Linked DNA regions of Pan troglodytes: region 2 is linked to region 1. The links are chromatin contacts, called in public HiChIP or PLAC-seq maps. All regions are on one chromosome and are shown on one strand. The core of a region is the stretch at or near the end of the contact, and the rest is flanking DNA. Distances in the headings are between cores, read along the strand shown.

Region 1 (2,700 bases), core at 26-2,525:
CTACAATTAGCAGTGAGAAATAAGAACAAAGCAGACAGAGTTTGGTAGTATGTGAGAGGGATGTTTGCTGCTTTCCTTAGGGTGAGCGAGGGAATTAGTTCACAGAGAAAGTGACATCTGTCTAAAGCCCTGAGAAAAGGGAGGGAGAGATAAGGATACCTGGGGGAAGAGTATGTTCCAGGCAGAGGAACAACCAATGCAAAGACTGTGAGGTGAGAGCGCACCTGACAAGAGTTCAGGAACAGCATGAAGGCTGGAGTCCAGTGAATAAGATCCAGGAGGAGAGATGTCTGGCTGGGCGCGGTGGCTCACGCCTGCAATCCCAGCACTTTGGGAGGCCGAGGCAGGAGTATAGTTTGAGCCCAGGAGTTCGAGACCAGCCTGGCCAACACAACAAAACTCTCTCTTTAAAAATAAAAGAAAAAGGCCAGCTTGGTGGCTCACACGTGTAATCCCAGCACTCTGGGAGGCCGAGGTGGATAGATCACCTGAGGTCAGGAGTTCGAGACCAGCCTGGCCAACATGGTGAAACGCTGTCTCTACTAAAAATACAAAAAATTAGCTGGGTGTGGTGGTGGACGCCTGTAATTCCAGCTACTCAGGAGGCTGAGGCAGGAGAATCTCTTGAACCCGGGAGGCGGAGGTTGCAGTGAGCTGAGATCGCGCCATTGCACTCCAGCCTGGGCAACAAGAGCGAAACTCTGTCTCAAGACAAATAAATAAGTAAAAATAAAATTAAAAAAAATTTTTAAAGAAGATGTCTGCTGTTTGTTTCCAGTATTTTGACCAATTACTTCGTAAAAACTTATTTAAAAATTGAAGAGCAAACAGTCTCAGGTTCCCGGGCTCAGACAGACCAGCGTTCAAAACTCATTACCTTCTTTCTATGATGCTAAGCCAGCTATTTCACCCTCTGAACCTCTGTTTCTTTATCTGTAAAATGGGTATTAATGATATTATACCACAGGGTTGTATATGCAGCGAGAAAATGCAAGTAAAGCACTTATCCCGGTGCCTGCCTCCTAGTAAGTGCTTAAGAACTGTTTCTGCCCATTAACTCATTACTTTCTCCCAGCCCCTAACTCCTGCTGGGGGGGAAGTTAGAAAATCAGTATCACACGAAAACAGTCATTTCCCCTTTAAGGACCTCAGTGGGCCCGGGAGCCAGCCTTCCCGCACCTTTTCCAAAATTTCCAATCCCCGCTTGGCATTTTCTGCCCGAAGGTCTCCGATTGGACGCTCTGTACCAATCGGAGGCTGGAGCGGGCCCTGAGAGGCGCCCGACTCCGCCCCCGCACTGGCCCTGCCCACTGCCCGGTCAGCCTCGTTGCTATGGGGACTGGTGGGCGGTGAGGGGGGAAAGCCCCGGATGTTCGTTGGGGATTCAACATGGCGGCGGGAGTGGCCGCGGTGGTGGCGGTGCAAGAGAGCTGAGGGAGGCGCGAGGGCGCGGAGTTCCAGGCCGAGCAGTTAGGCCGCGAGCGACTGCGGCGCCGAGCCGGTAGGATAAGGGGTCCGGCCAGGGGCTTGCGGTGGGCCGGGCGCTGGCGGCGGGACGGCGTTTCCGCGAGGAGGGGGGCGGGGCCGCCGGGGTCAAAGGTCACTGGTGGAGGGAAGGGTCGCGTCCGAGGGATCGGGGGTTAACGCAGACTGGAGGGAGTTGTAGTGGAGGTCGGAGATCAAACAGCGAAGGGGGCGTGGCGAAGGGGAGTGCAAAGTTTGAAATTCGAAGTGGGGGCGCGTTCGAGGGGATCTGGGCGAGTCTCAAAAAAGGCAGGGTCAAAGTTAATAATTTGAGGGAAGGCTGCCCCCACGAGGGTCAGAGGTCACAGCCCCAGGGGCGCCAGGTTGGAGGTTTAAAGCTGCCCCCAGCGGAGCAGATGAATGAGTTTTAGGTTCGGGGGCGTCTTTTAGGGGTTCAAAGCTGGGGCGTGCCTAGAAGGTACAAAGGTGAGAATCTGACAGCGGGGCAGCTGTTTCCCAGAGTCAAAAATTAAAACCCAAGGAGGGCGTATTGCAGGGGACGGGGGGGGCGGGGCATCCAGGGGCGGGGTCAGAGATGCTTCCTGGTGACAGGAGAAGGGGGAACCCTCCCACAAATAATAATGGCAAACACTCATGAAACACTATGGGCTAGACCCTCTTTTTAACGTTTTACTTGTATTAGCTTATTCAGTCCTCACTGTAGTCTTAGGGGGTCTTAACCTGGTATTAAGAGGTTAAGTGATTTGCACAAGGTCACCCGATGCATAAGTTGTGCGCTGGGATTCTAACTCCGGAGTTCTGGCCCAGAGCCCTGCTCTGGCCGACCGCCTCTCAAATCATCATAATGTCGGTTAATGTTTAATGAGGGCTCACACTGTGCTCCACGCCCTGTGTGCCCGGTCGTATTTCACTCCTGCTGCAATCTTGTGAAGTGAGTGCTCAAGATGAACCTACTTTACAGACGGGAAAAATGAGGCTCAGAAGCTTCTGCTGAAGGCAGAGTTAGAATCGAAGCTGGGCCTGGGTGATTCCAGGGCCCCTGCCCCTGGTCGCCACATTGTCCGGTGCCAGCCATTAGGTCTCTCCTGGAAGCAGGGGGCTGGGCAGGGCTGGGCCACTCCCTGGGTGGATCGGATTGTCTGCTTGGTTTCCTTGGAAGGGTGTGATCTGACAGGGAAGATTCCTGTGAGCCTATGGGAGTAGGGTGTTTGTAGG
Region 2 (2,958 bases), core at 127-2,626, 200 kb after region 1:
AACAGACACATGCTCACACAACAGTCCTGTGATTTACACACTTCCAAATGCATAGAAAATACTGAGCCACAGTAGCACAGTCAGTAGACAGGCCCAGATTCACACTCACACAGTCTTGGACACACATTCCTCCCAGCCCTGAGGCACCCCCCCACCACCCCACCTACTTACTTCCCAGGCCCAAGAAATCCTAACATCCCTGCAGCACATTCAGCATCGTGCCCTCCACACCCCCAAAAAACCAGGGCACAAGCCAGGCCAGAGGTCAGAGTTCAGCAGGTGGAAACTCAAGAGGATTTGGGGGTTTGAGTCCTAGATCACGGTTTCAAGGAGATCCTCCCACCAGCAGCCCCAAAGGTTCCCCAGCCTGGCCATCAGGATGGAGGTAACTCTGGCTCCGTCTGCAGATGTCTGGCCGGTGGGGGAATTAGGGTGGAGTGGGTGGGGAAGGGCCGGGTCTTCGCCCCCCAACCCCCACCTCAGGGCCCATCTGTCCACTTCTCGGCCTCTCATCCCCCCTCCATCTGTCCACCTCCTGGCCGCCCATCCCCCCCCCCCCCGCAACCACCGGGAAGGGGAAGACATGGCCGCTTCCCCCAGGACCGCTAAGGACCCCCCAGTTGACATGGACCGAGGGAGCGGCGAACTCCCCTCCCCCAAATCCACACCGAGGCCTGGACCCACAAGGCGCCGAGCCTCAGCCCCCAAGCCAGCAACCTGCCGTGGACTCACAGATATACACCCTCGGAGACATACAACCCACAGACACACACACACACACACACACACACACACACACACACACAAATGGACACCCGAGCGGGCACACCCGGCTCCACAGACCCGGGGATGGACATCCAACCCGGACACAAACACCCAGAGCAGCTAGTCGCGCACGCACACGGGCTTGGGGGGGGACCCACACCTGGGCACACAACCCACGCACACACACACCTGCACACAGCCCCTCCGATGGGCGCGCGACAGCGCCCAGACACACAGCCGGAGGGGCGGCCGCTCGGGGGGACACGCGTGCACAGCCGGACACGCCGGCCGGGCTCGACACCCCGCGCACACCCGATGGCCACACGGGCAGGGCGCCGCACACGCCGGCACCGGGCACACACAGGGCCGCGCGGGCGCACGCCGGGCCCGCCGCAGCGCCGCGGACACACACTCGCACGCTCGCACGCTCACACCCGCGCACACACCCGCGCCCCCGCCCGCCGCTCCCGGGCCTCTGCGGGCCGCGCTCACCCAGCCCGGGGGGGCCCCGGGCCCGGCCCCGCCGCCGCCGCCTCGCTCCGCGCCATGGTGGGGGGAGGGCCGGGGGAGGGGGCGCGGTGCCGCGGGGCCGCCTCCCTCCCGCCTCCCGCCCTCCCTCCCGAGCCGCCGCCGAGCTCCGCCCTCCGCGCCGCCCGCCGCCACCGCCGCCGCAAGGGGGGAGGGGGCGCCGACTGGTGGGGGCGGCCGGGCGGGGCGGTCGCACACCCGGGATCCCCGCCCCGAACCTGCCGCAGACCCCTCTCCACTGCGGAGCCGCCGCGGGCCCGCCCCCGACCCTTCCCCAGCCCCACCCCCAGCCCCGCCGGCCTCCCCCGAGACCCCCCCCAGACCACGCCCCAACTGGCCTAGGGACCCCGAATCTCCCTACAGAGACCTCCCATCACGTCCTAATACCCAGAGGGACCTCGGATCAGGCCTCACCTCTTTTGAGAACCCAGGCGATGTTCTAGGGCCACCCAGGACCACAAATCATGCCCTGCTCTCCTGCTTGACCTCAGACTATGACCCACACACTGTCAGGAACCCCAGACCATGCCCCCAAACCCAGAAGAATCCCAGATCATATCCCAGCATCCAAGGGGATCCAGACCACCCCACCAGCAACCCTAAATCATATCCCAACATTCAGATAGACCCTCAGACCACACCCCTTCCCTCACGGACCCCAAATCATACCCTAACATCGGGGGAGACTTCAGACCATATGTCAGCCAAATCCCAGATGGTGCCTGACTCCCTTTGGGGACCCAAACCACATTCTACAGCCACCAGAACCACAAATCATATTCCACTCCTTCTTGGGGACCCCCAGCCATGTCCTTCTACCCTCAAGGACCCTAACCCATTCCCTTACCCCCAGTATGAACTCCAAACCATGCCTAACTTCTAGGGGGCCCTAAAACGTCTCTTATCCCTATGGAAGACCCTTAAACTTTCCCCATGAACCCCATTAGACCCCAAACCATCTTCCACCCCTTTGACCTTACACCTTTCTCTCTCCTTCTCCTCCAAGACATCCTTTGGTTTCCAAAACTCCCCAATTAGCCCCAATTTTTTCCCACCCCCTACTAGTCCTGCCCCCTTGAGGACCCTGCCTCCTTCTTGCTCCAATTCTTTCTTTTGGACCCTGAAAGTCCCCCCTCCCTGTGACTTCCATAGAGCCCAGAATGCCTTGCTCCTTCCTAGTTCAGACCCCTTTGCCCATCCCCTGTCCCATAGCTGAACCCCACCCCTTCCCTCAAACCCCACTGAGTATCTCAGGCCACTCTCCTTCTCTTTCTGAGATATTCACAGGGTCCCTAAACCCAGCAACTTCTCCCCTAAAAATCTGTGTTGTTTCATGCAGTGCCCCAGATTCCTGGGGTCTCAACCCTTCTCGTTTTGGATCCCACTGTACAGAGGTCCTCCTCTAAACCCCTTTCCTAATTTTTTTTTTTTTTTTTTAGACAAAGTCTCACTCTGTCACCCAGGCTGGAGTAGAGTGGCACGATCTCGGCTCACTGCAATCTGCACGATCTCGGCTCACTGCAACCTCCACCTCCCAGGTTCAAGCAATTCTCCTGCCTCAGCCTCCCTAGTAGCTGGGATTACAGGTGTGCGCCACCACGCCCGGCTAATTTTTCTTTTCTTTTTCTTTTTTCTTTTTTCTTTTTTTTTTTTTTTTTTTTGAGA

What was found. HiChIP or PLAC-seq counts read pairs in DNA pulled down with a chosen protein or histone mark.
Region 2: a contact with region 1 is called in an H3K4me3 HiChIP or PLAC-seq map of stem cell-derived excitatory neurons, with 16 times the contacts expected there. The contact joins the promoter of LRFN1 here to the promoter of PAK4 in region 1. A contact is called at or near these places in 4 of 7 Hi-C or Micro-C datasets (blood, induced pluripotent stem cells and stem cell-derived neural progenitor cells), 1 of 1 datasets of contacts at active chromatin or transcription factors (stem cell-derived excitatory neurons) and 1 of 1 other capture datasets (stem cell-derived neural stem cells).

What each region holds. Positions count from the first base shown.
Region 1 is chr20:42,256,677-42,259,376 of NHGRI_mPanTro3-v2.0_pri, forward strand. It overlaps PAK4 (p21 (RAC1) activated kinase 4), which reads left to right and starts at 1,276. Exons shown (of 9, transcript XM_016935900.4): 1 at 1,276-1,501.
Region 2 is chr20:42,458,719-42,461,676 of NHGRI_mPanTro3-v2.0_pri, forward strand. It overlaps LRFN1 (leucine rich repeat and fibronectin type III domain containing 1), which reads right to left and starts at 1,377. Exons shown (of 5, transcript XM_016935906.3): 1 at 1,258-1,377.